Linked DNA regions of Mus musculus: regions 2 and 3 are each linked to region 1. A link is a contact called in public promoter capture Hi-C data. All regions are on one chromosome and are shown on one strand. Each heading gives the region's core, a stretch centred on a gene start, on an enhancer-like site or on the middle of the called end of the contact. The rest is flanking DNA. Distances are from core to core; before and after follow the strand shown. Region 1 holds the start of Urb1 (URB1 ribosome biogenesis 1 homolog (S. cerevisiae)). Region 2 overlaps Synj1 (synaptojanin 1). Region 3 overlaps Synj1 (synaptojanin 1).

Region 1 (4,965 bases), core at 1,569-4,068:
TTTCCAGTCACTGTTTTCTGAGCTCTTACCACATACAACAGACCTGGGATATGCTGGTGAATGGTCTCCACCAACGTGGTACAACCAATGGTATCCAAAGGTACACAGAGATGTATTAAGGACCTACTAGTTCCTTAGACACACACCACAAACTGGTGAGTGCTTTGCAGACAAGAGGGGGGGAAAGGTTGTTAAGAGGTTATAACTGCAGAATGTGGTTTTGACCAGGGGCCGGGGAGGCGTCCCTAAGTAAGGTTGCACCTGATACTAAAAGAATGAGTTGGGGGACAGGGGTGAGACAGTGCTTCAAGTCACTGATGTGAAAAGTCCCAGGCTGGGGGGACGGGGACACATTGTGGGTTGGTACACTGGGGTTGGTATCTGGGAGTAGGGAGTAGGTCTAAGATGGAGACAAACGAGTAGGAAGGCAAGATGGACTAGTGGTCAGGACTTTGTCTATTAAAAGTGCAGTAGGGCCGGACGTGGTGGCGCACGCCTTTAATCCCAGCACTCGGGAGGTGGAGGCAGGCGGATTTCTGAGTTCGAGGCCAGCCTGGTCTACAGAGTGAGTTCCAGGACAGCCAGGGCTATACAGAGAAACCCTGTCTCAAAAAGAAAAAAAAAAGAATTAAAAAAAAAAAGTGCAGTAGGAAGGCAAGATGGACTAGTGGTGATAACTGTGGCTATTAAAGTGCAGTAGGATGGCACCACAGGATGCCACAAGAGGAGCGGACTGGCAGTTTAAAAGGTCACCTCGTCTTGCATGTGTGATGGGACACAAGGAAACAAATGTAGAAAAGACACCAAGCCTGGACAGCTCTGGCCATTATCACAGAAAGGCTAATGGTGCCTGGACTAGAGTGACCACCAAGGAAGTACATGTGGAACTGCAGACTCCAGAGACACACACACAGGAGACCACTGAGCCAAGGGATGACCGAGCACAAGGAGGGAGGAACATCTAGGAGACTGGGCCTGTCTGGTACTGCAATGAGGAACAGGGATAACACTTACCCCGTCACCAGTGAAGGGCAAGTATGTTGAAGAACCAGACTTGAGCAGATCCTTTCTGATCTAGAATCCCGACTCACTGGTCAGTCATCTCTCTACTGCTGACACTACTCAACTGAGTAGCCTTTGCCACTGAATCCCAAAGCTCCTCTCCACCACACAAAGGGAACAGCAAGAGCAACCTAAAAATCCCCAACACACACCCACCAATCCAATCCTTGAGAGCATTCCCATGACAGGAACTCAATGTGTACCAAGGAGGGAAAGGGAGAGAAAAATCCTGACATTATAGTCAAATAAAAATCTCCAAACTCCCACATTCACCCACTGACTTCAGCTTCGCAACGTCTTTCAATCACTTCATTAGTCATGTACCTGCCAACCTAGCTGTCCCCTGAAATGTAGACAGAAGCCTTTCAGGAACCGAGCTGGCGCTTTTCTTCTGCCAGGAAGGCTCCTTTCCCTATACAATTCTACAACTCATGAAAAACCTGCTTCCTTGGGGAAGCCTTCTTTGATTTCACAGATCAAGGTCCCAGGCCCATTAGGCACAATGGATAGCTGGCTCCTTCTGGAAGACCCGTGACTATGTGACTTTGCTGGTCACCTGCTTTCCCAAACTATCAGATTTGCAATGGCAAGACCTGTGCCAGGGTTTTATTCGCCCATTACATCTCTACCTAACAAACAGCAACTGCAATTAAATATCGAATAAGTGTGTGGGGCGCTAAATTCTGTGCTAGCAAAGGTGTCATCTTCTAAGCAAACGACCAAGGCGAGGCACCAAACGTTTAAAAATAAAAATTGTAAGAAAAACATTAGCTGAGAATACTTTTTGAGTCAGGGTCTCACTATATAGTGTTTACCGAGTCCCCTGGCTTGAGTTAGCCCAGGGCAGTTCAGGGAGACGGACAGCTTACTCTTCTTTGGACTGGCAGCAGCAGCAGCAGTCAGGAGTGCTCTGCCAACATGACACTGTCAGGATGGCACCAATTCTATCCTTAATCTTCAAATATTTCTAATGTTGGAAGTCAAGGTGTACTTGGTCTGGCACTTTCTAAGAAGATAAGGCTGGCCTTCAACTGACAGAAATCCTCTTGCCTCTTCCTCCCTCTAAAGTGCTGAATTAAAGGCACGAACCATCAAGCCCTGCGATAGTTTATTAACTTTGTAGTTTTGTTAACCTAAGAGAAATATTTCGCTGTCTTGTTTTTACCACCGCGTTGACGTCTGAACATGGTAACATGTTCAACTGTGGTTCTCCTCACAACCAATGTACTCCTTGCACGATTAGAAGTCGTTGTGAAGTGGTGTCACACTCTGCAGCGAGTGAAATTAAATTACAGAATCTGGCCCCTCTCGGTTACCGGTCCGGACAATCCTAGTCACTCGATTTAGTTGTAGGTCCTTATGGAACTTGTTACACGTGACATCCCGCCATTATCAGGGTTGACAGTTGGTTACTATGGGAACGGCTACTGACAGCCCAAGCAAGCTATCTCACTGAACTATTCTTGACTAACTCCGAGCCGGGCTCCGAGGCGCCGCTGTGCCGGCTACTGCCCCGAAGCTGAGGAGTCCGCTCCCACTCACCCGGTCCTGGGCCCTGCGCATCCTTCAGCAGGGTCTTGAACCGCACGCCCGTGAACTCCTCCGCTCGCGTTCGCTTGACTGTGCCAGCGGGGGACGCCGCGCTGCTGGGACCCTCTGACGCCTTCCTCTTGGGGACCCCCATGGCCCAAACCACCGGGCCAGCAAAACGGCACCCTCGGAAAACCCACGCGACCGGAAGCACCGGCGGCAAGGAAGGGGCGGGACTGGAAGGAAAGGCGGAGCCTATGAGGGGAAGCCGGTAAAAGAGCCGGTCTTCGGGTGAGAAAGGGCGGAAGGGGCGGGGCCTGCTGAAGGGGGCGTGGAGAAGGTAGAACACCTGGGGGCGGGGCCTTCTGGGGCGTGTCTCTGGGTGGTGTGGGCGTGGCTTGGTGCTTGGGTGGGGCCTGTAGGGCCTGGGATTTCCCCAAGGGTTCTCTGGCTGTGCTCTGCCTGCAAAGAAAAATCACATACCCGCCCTTAGCTGCAACAATCTGGGGCAGATGGATCAAAATGCTTCCCCTGCTCCCGCAACTCCCTGAGCAGGAAGAACTCCCAGACCCACAAAGAGCAGCACAAAGAGCTCAGATATTTAAAAATCTCTGAGCATTTTAATGATATCCTTTGAACAACTTCATGAGATTGATACTTCCTCAGTTCAAGCCCCCTGCGTGTAAGTGTAAGCCGGGTGAATTCCCGAGGGCTTGACATCAGGTGGACTTACCTCTGAAAAGCCCTAGCTTGGGAATGTGGTCCAGAGTGTCCGTAACCCTGAATCCCCAGTTTTTGTCACAACCCTAGCCAGAAGGCCTAGGCTGGTTAGATGTCATTTCAAGTAACCTCCATCCACGCTTGCTTCCCCCAAACCTTGATGCACTCCTTCTGTGGTGCTGAAGGCCAGGGGCGATCAAAGAAAGCAAGCATTTAAGAAAACCTCCTTGGACAGTGCCCGCATCTCAGCACCCTCGTTAAAAAGGAGACAACAAAGCCGGCTCTCCCCAGTCCTGGGCTGGAGAACGGCAAGTAATGTAATGTTTAAAGAACTGCTTTAAGGGGACAGAGAGTACGATACAGTTTTTATTTGTTGTAAGCTGTTGATTTACAGGCTGCATTCAATGCTCTGGCAAAAATGTGGGAAAGTAAAAACAGTCAGTTGCATAATTAAAAAAAACAGATCTTATCAATATCTTGGTATGTATTTAAAATTCCAAACTAGCCTGTTAGTTGGGAAATCGATGGTTTCTGAAATTCTCTGTCATATTCTTCTAGTCTAATAAGGCACACTTTTGGAAGCAAGTATCTTTTAAGCATCTAAGAATGTGGTCCCTGTCACTCCTATGATTTTAGAGTCCCTAAGAGAAAAACAAACAAACAAACAACAACAACAACACTTGCCTTTGACTTTGAGCCTGTAGCCTACAGAAACAACTGCATCTGTGGGAATCCCTAGGTCCCGGGCCTGTCAGAAAAATGAAGATGACTAAAACCATGAATAATTTTGAGAGAAGAGGCTGAAGACCGACTTGTGACCAATTGCCCATGTTGACACTCACCAGGACCCAAACAAAAGGCAGCAAGAAGAAGGAAGAAACAGTCTAAAGCCTTGAGTTTAGCTTATGTGATGTTGGGGGAAATTATCATCTCTCTGTACTAGTGGAAGTTATAAATAATTGGGGGTGGGGGTGTGGCTGGGAGGGTGATGGTCTCAGCTCAATCCCCAGAACTCACACGGTGAAAGGAGAGACCTCCTCTCACAAATTGCTTTGTGGCCTCTACATGCATGCTGTGGCAAGTCTCTCTCTCTCTCTCTCTCTCTCTCTCTCTCTCTCTCACACACACACACACACACACAGCTCACAAAATATTTTTTAAACCCACAAGAATTAGTGAGACCAGGGAACTTACCAGGGTACTCAGGATCCTAGCCTCAATTACATAGAAGCTGCCCCTGTCCATCCTAGCCTTAGATAAAGGGATACCCGATGGCAAGTAATTACTCAGAATTACAGATGGATGTTTGAGACTGGCTCAGAGCAGTCCTCTAAATAACTAGGCCAGGTCTTTGATACTTTGCCCAATGCCAAGCTCACCAGCCGACAGTGAGCTAGCCTGCCACGAGAAGCCCTGTGTTATTTGTCTCAGTGGCCGTTACTTATCTTGTGACAGTGACTGAAAACCTGGCAGAAATGGGAGAAGAATTTACTTTGGCCACAAGTTTTAAAAACTGTCAATGTGTTATGGTAGGGAGGACTCAGTGTCTGGGGCAACTCACCCACGGAGGTAGGGGCTTGCCTCACACTTTTCATACATTGGTAGAAACAAAATTTGGACCACATCCAGTAGATATCACCCTCAAGGCCCACT
Region 2 (4,965 bases), core at 1,705-4,204, 190 kb after region 1:
GAAGAAAACCACATGTTATATATGCATGATAACGCGAGCTTACTGTCATACACAGACCATTAAAAACATGGTTAAGGCCCAGTCTCTGAACCACACTTCATGTCATGCCTTTATACACAAACTTCTAATCATAAAAGTCACCCTGAAGACCATGGTAACATTAAGTAGGGCTGGAGAGATTGCTCAGTGATTAAGAGTCCTGCTCTTTCAGGGGACCCAAGTTCAATGTCCAGCACCCACATGGTGGCTTTCAACTGTCTGAACTCTAGTCCTAGGGGATCTGACACCCTCTTCTTAATTCAGTGGGCTATGTGCACATCTTTTACAGACATACATGACATGCATCAAACATTCACACACATAAGAATAAATGATTTTAAGTTTAAAAAAGAACATTACATAGCAGACATTTCTGAATCTAAAACAGATGCCTTTCCCACAATACACTAGGGGAATCAGTGTGTTTACCACACAGACACCTATTCCCTAATACACTGAGAAGAAAGATACTGCTTTCATTGTCTGCTGATGTATTTCAATAGAACACGCTCCTTGGATCCTAAAACTCTATCTAGGAAGAAGCATATTTATTGTGTGTGTAGGCGCATTTTCTCTGCATAAATCTATGTTCACTACATGTAACCCTGAAGTTATATATGGTTGTGAGCTACTATATCGGTCCTGGGAAGCAAACCTGGGTCCTCTGCAAGAGGACCAAGTGCTCTTGACCACTGAGCCAGACAGCTGCCAGCAAAGACAGTCTGCTTCCTTTAATGGTGTGATCTCTGATGTACCGATCACACATCAGGAATGGATCCCACAGCCAAGAGTGCTTGACCAATGCATAGATAGGTTTGAGAGAGGAGTGGGGGAGGGAGGGACAAAGAGAGATTGAGAGAGAGGAAGGGAGGGAGAGAGAAAGAGTTAGTATGTTGGGTGAGGATGTGGGCATAGATCTGGGAGGAGTTGGGGGGGGTTGAATATAATCAAATACATTACATGAAATTCTCAGTTAATAAAAATATTTAAAAAGATTATCCTAATGAATGTTTAAAAGGTATATACTAGTTAAGGCTCAAATACTGGGTTTGAAATGATATACAGGTAGTCTCTCTCATCTTCAGAACTATAAAAACAGAAATGAAAAAGTAGATTAACCACACGGAATAACAGACTTACCAAGATTTAATCGTAAAACTCCCAAAAGTCCGTATGCATCCAGTACTTTGGCATATGTGCCTTTAATAGCCTCCTTTTCTGCAGATGCTGTTAAAAATAATAATTGAAAACATTAGAATCTATTTAGTTGTAATGCCAGACTTGAAACAAAGCTTCAAAATGGGATCGTTTTCCCCATTTATCTATCTATCTATTTTCTCTTTTTTCTCTCTCTGTCTTTAGACCAGCATGACTTGGTTTCCCCCTATGTCACTGGGTTATCTAGTCTCTGGTTCTTGACCACTCAAGCTGTGTCAGATCTGGGTTCACCTCGTGAAGTGAGCCTCGAGTCAAATCAGTTGTTGGTGGGTTACTTCTGCAAGCCCTGTGCCACCATTACCTTAGCATATCTTACAGGCTGGACACTGTTGTGAATAAAGGTTTTGTAGCTGGCTTGGTATTTACATTACCCTTGATAATGTGCAGAATACCTTTCTGTATCAAGGATGCTGGAACATAGGGATGAAGTCTCTGTGGGCACCAGCTCAGTATCTCCATGTTTGATATAGGTGACCTCTCCAAACACCAGTGTATTATATTAGGTATTCTGTCCAACTAGTAGAAGAACTTTCTTGCTGGAGTTACAGAATTCTGCCCATCTAAGGAGTCTGTCTTCTTGTTGATAGCCTGTTTTACTCACTCGTTTATCCTGGACACAGAAGCTGAATAAACTGGTAAATGCTGCAAGCCACTGCTTGACCACACGGTTTAGCATGGCAGTGGGGCAGTCTTTACTGACCTTCCTCTCACTTCCTTTGCTCTAAGCTGAGGCAAACTTGCTAATGAGCTCAAGCCAGGCAATAATTTCCCTAGAGCAGGCTACTATGGTTAGTCTACTGATAAAAAAATAAAATAAAATAAAAGACAACAACAACAAAAATCCCGGATGTTTAAAGGCAGAACCTTCCTAGCACTTAGCAGATCCACATTTAAGATACAACAAAGAACCAAGGAACATAAACCACATCTGGTATTTCAAAGAATTTCAAATAGCACATTCTGAAGTGTGAAATTCAAACTTAGCCACTGCCCTCCGTTCCCTGTCCCACCTCTCCCCAGCTCGAGGAGGCTTGCTAGGTCACAGGATTCCCTGTCCTCATCACACTTAGCCTTCTCCCTCCCCTCTGTCCACACCACAACCACAGAACCCTTGGCAGGGCTCCTGTATGCTGCTCTAGGAAAGCAAGTAAGCAGATTGCTCTGACCTCCCATTTCCTGTCTATCTTCTCTGCAGACACAGGCTCTTCTCAATCTACATCTTATCCAAGATTCCTTGCCAATTCCTTGGATTCCAGACTCTTATCTTAAAGCTCTTCCCCAGAGTTCCACATAGTATCTCACTTCCCCATCTGCCTCTCTCCACCCTGTCTACTCAAGCTTCTCCTCCGCGGCTCACTTTGGCCAGCCGGGGACTTATGGTCAGTTAGCTGGCAGCACAGGCTAAAGCTAAATGACTCAACTAACACCATCACATTCTCTAATATGTTCATTATTAAGTGTGGGCCTTTCTGTAACCAGTATGAAACTAGAGTGGGGAAGACTTTTAGCATGCTAGGGGAATCGTGTCTTCTTTCACATATCTAGCCGTCCTAGCATTATATTGTTCTATGTGTTTATGGTCAATTCAAATTTAAAATTTACAACAAAAACTGAATTGTTTTCTAAAGGAAACTACAGCTGCCTTTCTTAAGTGCTGCACTTCCTCATTCAGCGTACCATGGGTGGGGCTGGGAGTGGGTCTCAATTTTTCATGGCAGAAAATGCGGTTTCCAGGTCAGACTGCTCTACGGAGTCCCTCAGGCTACATGCTGTGTGAATTTAAAATATTATTGCTGTCATTGGAATGAAGGAATTACTGATGTATTAGTGTCAGCAGCAATTAGGTTAAATTAGCAGTTAGCAAAAAATCACCATTAGGTTCAATGACCACAGCCAGCAAGAGTTAAAAAGAAAATGTAACTTAATATTAAGTAATTCTCTCCCCATATGAATAGTCTCTGTAACCTAAATTATCATGAAATAAATATTCTCTCCTCATAACTATTTTCTTCTCAATTGCACAACAAATAAACACTGTCTCTCAGGCCCAGTGACCATCCTTCTATTGCACCGTCATCTAGCTTAAACATGTAAGCATACACCAAGCCACTTAATTATTTGTATTTCAGAGTTATCTTCTGAGTTCTCTCTCTCTCTGACTAAAGCAGATGAGGTTACATTTTTTTTTTATTATTGTTTTTTTTTCTTTCTTTTTTTTTAAGATTTATTTATTATTATATGTAAGTACACTGTAGCTGTCTTCAGACACACCAGAAGAGGGAGTCAGATCTTGTTACGGATGGTTGTAAGCCACCATGTGGTTGCTGGGATTTGAACTCTGGACCTTCGGAAGAACAGTCAGGTGCTCTTACCCACTGAGCCATCTCACCAGCCCGAGGTTACATTTTTACTGCCATGAGTTTCTATTACCAGCAATTTAGAAATGGTCTTACAGCTACAGTATTAGTTCATCATCTCTGCGATGATTATGGCACTAACACAAGGCCAGGTGTTTATGTGCACTATTTAATTTTCACAGTACCCTAAGGACAAAGCTACACCTTCCATTTGACCTGAGGAAATTGGCTTAAGTCAGTTACTAATTGTCTAAGTCTAAGGAGCCAGCATTAGAGGGAACCTCTTTTCTGGGCACAGTGACTAATACTTTAATCCCAGCATTGGAGATGCAGAGGCAGGTGAACCTGGTCCCAGGGGTACAGTGTGGGACCCTGGAAGAGCTACCTACTTCCTGCTCTTGAACTTAGGGTAGGTTCCATTGCTACATGTTCAATGGTACTGAAAAATGTAGAGTATAAGCAACAAAGGAAATAATAATGAATGTTATTACTCCCTGAATATGCGTATAGACTAGAAGTTCCACAAGGAAAGGGGTGTTTATCTAGTCTCAAAGTCCTCAGAACAATCAGGAGGGAGAACAAAAGCCTGCAACACCTAGTAGACGATTACCTTTACCAGTAATCAAAGTGCATACCGATATTGACACATTAACAAGGCAGTTTAAAGCTGTCACCTGACTGACGAAAACAGCACAGCTTCTGAAATAGCTCTGTCAAAGGTGAGCAACAGCAGAAGCCCCACACAGCAAGGAGGGACAACATCCTATAAAACAACTGTTCTCCTAGGTCCTGAGGGTCAGAGACTAGAGCTCTAGAGTTGAGGAGATTAAGGCCTGCCTTTTAAATCAACTATACAGATCTGAATGGATCTTTCCATCATAGAAAGCATGGCTAGCTACTGGTAAGCGTGAAGAGGGCCTGAGCAGTGGCAGTGGCAGGACTGCTGTGCGCCCTTACGAGGAGAATGTCTAGGGAACACACAGCACAGTATCTGGGGACAATAAGGTCTCACGTCAGCAACCTACTCTCAAATCGGTAAGAAAATATCCTTTTTTAAATTTTATTTTACTAACTTCAACTTTTCTGTATGTTTAAAATTATTTCCTCCTCCTGAATTTAGATAAATATGTCTAAATGGCATTGATAGGATAAATCTTACAATGCCCTATTGTCCATTTATAATTTTTTTAAAAGAGTTTCATTGTGCAGCCCAGGTTAGTCTTGAGTCCATCCTCTTTGTGCCTCAGCCTGCTGAGAGCTGAGGTATCCAGCTCAAACACTGCTTTTAAGTGGGTGGAAAAGGCTTTCTTATTTTACGAGACCTTATAAAGTATACCAAAAGAGATTATAC
Region 3 (4,965 bases), core at 921-3,420, 150 kb after region 1:
CTTCAGAACTGTAATTTTGCTACTGCTATGAATCCTAATGTGACTCCCAGTGGGTCATGGCCTATAGGTTGAGAACCAGTGTACCAGTGGCCATATCTTAAAAAAAAAAAAAAAAAAAAAAAAAAAAGTCCTCCCTCCTGCAGTAACTCTCAGCTGCAACGGCTCCTCCACAGGGATGGGGCCTGGTGTCACCCAGCCTCTGCAACTCTGGCTGGCTTGGTCCTCTGTAGGTTCTGTGCAGGCAACTTTGGCGGCTGAGTGCATGCCTGCCATAGCTGTGCTGTCTCGGCACTGCTCATCCTGTTACCCACACACACTTTCTGCCTCATCATCTGAGATGTTCCCTGAACCTTGGTGGCGCTGGGGTTAATACGGGTGAATGATTTAGGGCTCAGCGCCCCGTCTTATTCCCAGGACTCTGGCAGTTACGTATCTCTTCACTGACTGCTAACACTACAAGTAGCTCATTTGACCACAGCTGAGAGCAGGCCAAGCCTGCTGGTGCCGGTTGTACTTTATTTGTGTTTGCCTTTGCACATGTGTGCTGGTGTCCGTGGAGGTCAGAGTAGGGCTTTGGATCCAGGGTCTTCAGATAGGGCAGCAAGTACCCTTAATGACTGAGCCATCTCTCTAGTCCTATATTTTTATGCTATGTGCTGGATAATCTCATACAAAATATCTGTCTATCTAGTAACTATTTCTAACAGAACAGAACAGAACAAAAATTAAAAAAAAAAAACAAACCCAAAACCAAAAACCCCACAGTAGAAAAATGTGACCTTTTCCCACTTACTCTTCCATTAGTGAAACTTTAAAAGCATGAATAAAGAAACCACCCTGCCTATGAGACACCCAGACCTCTCTGCGGGACTGGGATTGCAGCTCAAAAGCATGAGGACCTGGGCTCAGCACCAGCCTTGCCCCATCGTAGAAGATGGTATGAGATCTGGGGACTCATCTAGCCTGATACCACACTCTGGAGTAACAGCTGACATCCATGATGGTGAAACTGCCGCTGAGGTGACTTCAAGCTTGGTGGCCCCAGTTACTGTACCAGTGGCTCCCAGCCCTTCTACTTAATCTGAGAGTCCACATTATTATCATCCCACAATTATAGGCCTTCTGTTTGATAGTGCATCTTACAGACACACTAACGTATTTTCTTCCTAAGAATTATAAACATTTTAAAAACATTCTTTTCCCCTTCCTTTATTTCTTTTCTTTCATTCTTTCAAGAAAAAATAATTCTGTATGTTTAGCTACAGGTATGTATAAACAATAAATACAAAAATGAAATAAGAAAATGTTTAATTGTCAAAATTCATACCCTCCTTTTACAACTTTTCTTTATTGTATGCATATTTATAATTTTATATGTATATTGAGTGAAGAGAGCATATATGTGCCACAGGACACCTGTAGAGGTCAGAGGACAACTTTTGGGAGTTGTTTTTTCCCTTCTATGTCACTGAGGCAGGATTTATCTTGATTCCGCAGTTTTACTCCAGGCTGGACTGGTTCACAGCCTTCTGGCAACTGACCAGTTCTCATGTCTGCTTCCTAGCTGCCTAAGGATTGCAGTTGCATGCCACTGCGCTGGGGTGTTACCTGGGGCTTGCTGTGTAGGTTCTGAAGATCAAACTGATCTTCAGCATTGCAAGGCAAGTGCTTTAACGCTAGTCTCATCTCCCTGACCCCTCAAACTCCTTCCACTCCTTCTCCCTCTCTCGTCCTCTCCCTAAGAGGAAAAAACAACTTACATTCCTTTTTATTTCTGTGCATCTTTTTATATGCCTAAGTGTGGACCTGGAGTTACAGGTGGTTGTGAGCTGCCCAGTGTGTGGGTGCTGGGAACTGAGCTTGGGCTTTCTGTGAGAGCAGTGAGTGCACTTAATTGCTGGGCCACATCCCCAGCCCTCCAAGGGCCCCTTTTGTAAGACAGTGATCTCAGGAAGCAGTTACCTGTCCTGCATTTTTCTGGTTGATGAGCTGATCCCCAGCGATCAGAGAATCCCAGTTTTGTTGTCTTATGAGCTCTTTAACCTCTTCATTCGGAAGGTCAATTCGATAGTTGAAATCACCACACCAAAATACATAGTCATGGGAGAAGAGCATTCGTCCCTGGAAACACGAGACAGACAGCCTGTGCGTCACACTGTGTCTCTGCCTCACAAGGGCTTGCACTATCAGCACTGCGCCTTGAGCCCAACAATAGCAAGACAGCAGACGGAGGCACACAAACACTGCTGGTGTCTCTAAGGACTGCTCTAAGTCTTCACGACTGCGGACAGGAAATGTAGGATAAAGTGAAATGCAATGCAAAGGCTTGTCTTACAGAACCATCAGCAGAAGCTTACCATGGGGAAACTCAGTTTTCGTGCTATTTCTACAAAATCTTCATTTCTCTCTTTGACTTGGGACTGCCCTGCAGCAAAGTGGCTGCAGACGAAGCAAAGGCTGGTGGTGTGGAAGAGCATCCGAATTGCAACGGCGCCCTTGTTTCCAGTTGCACCTCCCATGCCAGTTTTCACAGTATCAACTGCAACATCCCTACAAAGCACAAGTTATGAATGGACGAGATGGCATCGCACACACTAGGGCCTTTCTTGTTATGGCATGAGAAGAGACAGAACGGTGTCTGTCACTGACCTGATAAAAGGAGCGTGCTGTGGTCTGATAAAGACAAACAGGCAGACACCCACCAGCTGCTCCGAGGCCAGCAGGACATACTTGTTGTCCCTGGAGATGGTCTTCTGCAGCTCCACTGCCCACAGCTTCTGGTTGGTTGTGCTACAAAGTATTACAGAGGGAGGGACTCCTAAGGAAAGCTTTACACGCCCTTTATACATCTGATTGCTTAAAAAAAAGAACATTTTCATGCAAGCTGCTTTTTGTTTCTGTTAAAAAGAAAATGTGCACCTTAACCAAAATAACACAGTGTTTCAGTATTTACAACTTATTCAAGAGGAGATCCGGGTTTAGTGAGATGGCACGCCATGTAAAGGTACCATGGCCAAGCCTGACAGCCCGAGTTCAATCCCCATGACTCTTGGGGAAGGAGAGAACTGACCCCTGGGGCTATCCTCTGACCTCCACATACACACCATTGCACACGTGTGCCTTCATACACACATGCACCCAAACAAATAATGCTAAAATTAAAAACCCCAAGAAATAAAACAAGAGAGATAGGAAATGAGTTAGAAAGAGACGTGAGGTGAGCAACTCAGATAAACTTCACACTTTAATGTCAGGTATTGTTAGGTTAATGAGAAACATGGGCTTCTACATATCACCTTGTCTCACTCCCACTTATTTTATGAAGTCAACTTTATTATTTTAAAACTCTGTCTGTCTGTCTGTTTCCCTCCCCCACCCTATGTCATGTATGTATGTTATGTATGTATAGGTGCCCGAGGAGGCCAGAGACAGGCATTAAAAATCCCGGAGACAGAGTTACAGGTTGTTGTGAGCCATCCTATGGGATGCTGGGAACTGAACTCTGGTTCACTGGAAGAGCAGCAAGAGATCTTAACTGCTAAGTACCTCTCCTGTCCTATAAACTAATTTGTTTTTAATTTAAGAAATTTTTCTTTTAAATAATTATGGAAAAAGTTTAAAAGCCTACAATTTGTTAACTGTAAAGTAAGTCATCACATACTAATATTTAGCTTCAATATCTCTTTCCTTCCCTTCTTCTTATAAACCTGAGATATTTTAGCCAAATCTAAGACATATGCCATTTTACTCATAATTACTTTTATGTCTTTAATATAATGGACATTTTTATCTTTACAAAACCTACAATATCATCACCAAATAGTAACCCTTAATATCACCTAATATTAAGAAACAAGATCAACTTTATTTCTTTTGGAAAAATGGGGCTAATCCATTCTTTCTAGAGTTGCTCGCGGCTGTTCAGGGAACAATACTAATCAACATCACCTACCTACCGATGGTCAGTGCACACATCTATTACTTCACTAAGAGCTGTAAGATATTCAGTCTATTATAACTAAGCTTCATAAAGAACTGATAGCAACTATTCAAATTAAACTGTAAACTATCCAGAGGGGGAGGAGGGGAGGGAGGAAGGAGGGGCTCAGAAGACAGCCCGTAGGAGCTGGCTCTTTCCCTTTACCATGTAGATTCTAGTGATCAAACTAGGTCATCAGGCTTGCTGACAAGTAGCCTTACCTGCTGAGCTAGCTTGCTGACCCAAAAGCTGTATTTTCAAACAAAAGTGAGAATTTTTATAAAACTTGTATTAGCTACTGTGATCTTGAATGCTTCCCAATATTTAAAGATTTTGATAAAATATCCATTGATGATACCAACCAAAACAGTACATTCACACCAAAGATGTGTCAAAATTAGGAATATCTACATACTCAGTGAACCTTCCTAAATGACCGAAACACAGTGTTATGAGACCACTCCATGGGAAATGAGCGATGGGTTTTAGCACAACAAAAGCACAAAAAGCTCACTAATTGGTGTTGGAGGTGGCTCAGCAGTTCCAAGCATGGGCTACTCTTCCAGAGTGAGCACAGGCAGTCCCTAGCACTCACATGATGGCTCACTGCCATCTGCAGCTCCAGACTTAGGAGCATCTGATGCCCTCTTCTGACCTCTGTAGGCAGCACCGGTATGTGGCTCGCTTACATACACAAAGGCAAACACTGCACACAAACAAGTCTATTTTTTCTAAGAGGTTAAACTAACAAGGTTTTAGATTCCATTTTCAACTAATCTTTAAGAGGTTCTACCACTTGTTCAGTTATTATATAGCACCAGTCAAAGGAGGCATTTTTTAGAAAGGACACTAAAGGATGTCTCCAACTATATTTTATTTGCTTTTTTTCTTCTTCACATAATTCACTCATAACAACATTGCAGCACAATATGGAAGTGCATGAAGTATATGTAAGAATCCAGGTTTCCTAATGTAGACATTAAGCG

Evidence for each region. Promoter capture Hi-C pulls out the DNA fragments that hold promoters and counts their contacts.
Region 2: a promoter capture Hi-C map of the HPC-7 cell line shows a contact between it and region 1. The contact joins the enhancer-like site here to the promoter of Urb1 in region 1. A contact is called at or near these places in 4 of 39 promoter capture datasets (the HPC-7 cell line, embryonic stem cells, liver and 1 more), 1 of 484 Hi-C or Micro-C datasets (regulatory T cells), 5 of 115 datasets of contacts at active chromatin or transcription factors (astrocytes, craniofacial prominence, embryonic stem cells and 1 more) and 3 of 9 other capture datasets (adipose tissue, liver and pancreatic islet).
Region 3: a promoter capture Hi-C map of liver shows a contact between it and region 1. The contact joins the enhancer-like site here to the promoter of Urb1 in region 1. A contact is called at or near these places in 10 of 39 promoter capture datasets (the HPC-7 cell line, cranial neural crest, embryonic stem cells and 6 more), 1 of 484 Hi-C or Micro-C datasets (extraembryonic endoderm stem cells), 1 of 115 datasets of contacts at active chromatin or transcription factors (fibro-adipogenic progenitors) and 4 of 9 other capture datasets (adipose tissue, embryonic stem cells, liver and 1 more).

The regions. Positions count from the first base shown.
Region 1 is chr16:90,807,595-90,812,559 of GRCm38.p6, forward strand. It overlaps Urb1 (URB1 ribosome biogenesis 1 homolog (S. cerevisiae)), which reads right to left and starts at 2,819. Exons shown (of 39, transcript NM_029497.1): 1 at 2,605-2,819. The coding sequence starts at 2,746.
Region 2 is chr16:90,992,762-90,997,726 of GRCm38.p6, forward strand. Synj1 (synaptojanin 1) reads right to left here. Exons shown (of 32, transcript NM_001164483.1): 3 at 1,180-1,266. Among named protein-coding and RNA genes, the nearest start is that of 4930404I05Rik, 16 kb to the right of the region's middle. Within about 2 kb of position 2,955, at least 149 of the 459 cell types and tissues checked have an H3K27ac peak or open chromatin away from gene starts, as enhancers often do. A contact at or near this core is called in the HPC-7 cell line, adipose tissue, extraembryonic endoderm stem cells and 2 more, where this site is marked.
Region 3 is chr16:90,961,856-90,966,820 of GRCm38.p6, forward strand. Synj1 (synaptojanin 1) reads right to left here. Exons shown (of 32, transcript NM_001164483.1): 16 at 2,650-2,790; 17 at 2,358-2,550; 18 at 1,963-2,121. Among named protein-coding and RNA genes, the nearest start is that of Cfap298, 29 kb to the left of the region's middle. Within about 2 kb of position 2,171, at least 15 of the 459 cell types and tissues checked have an H3K27ac peak or open chromatin away from gene starts, as enhancers often do.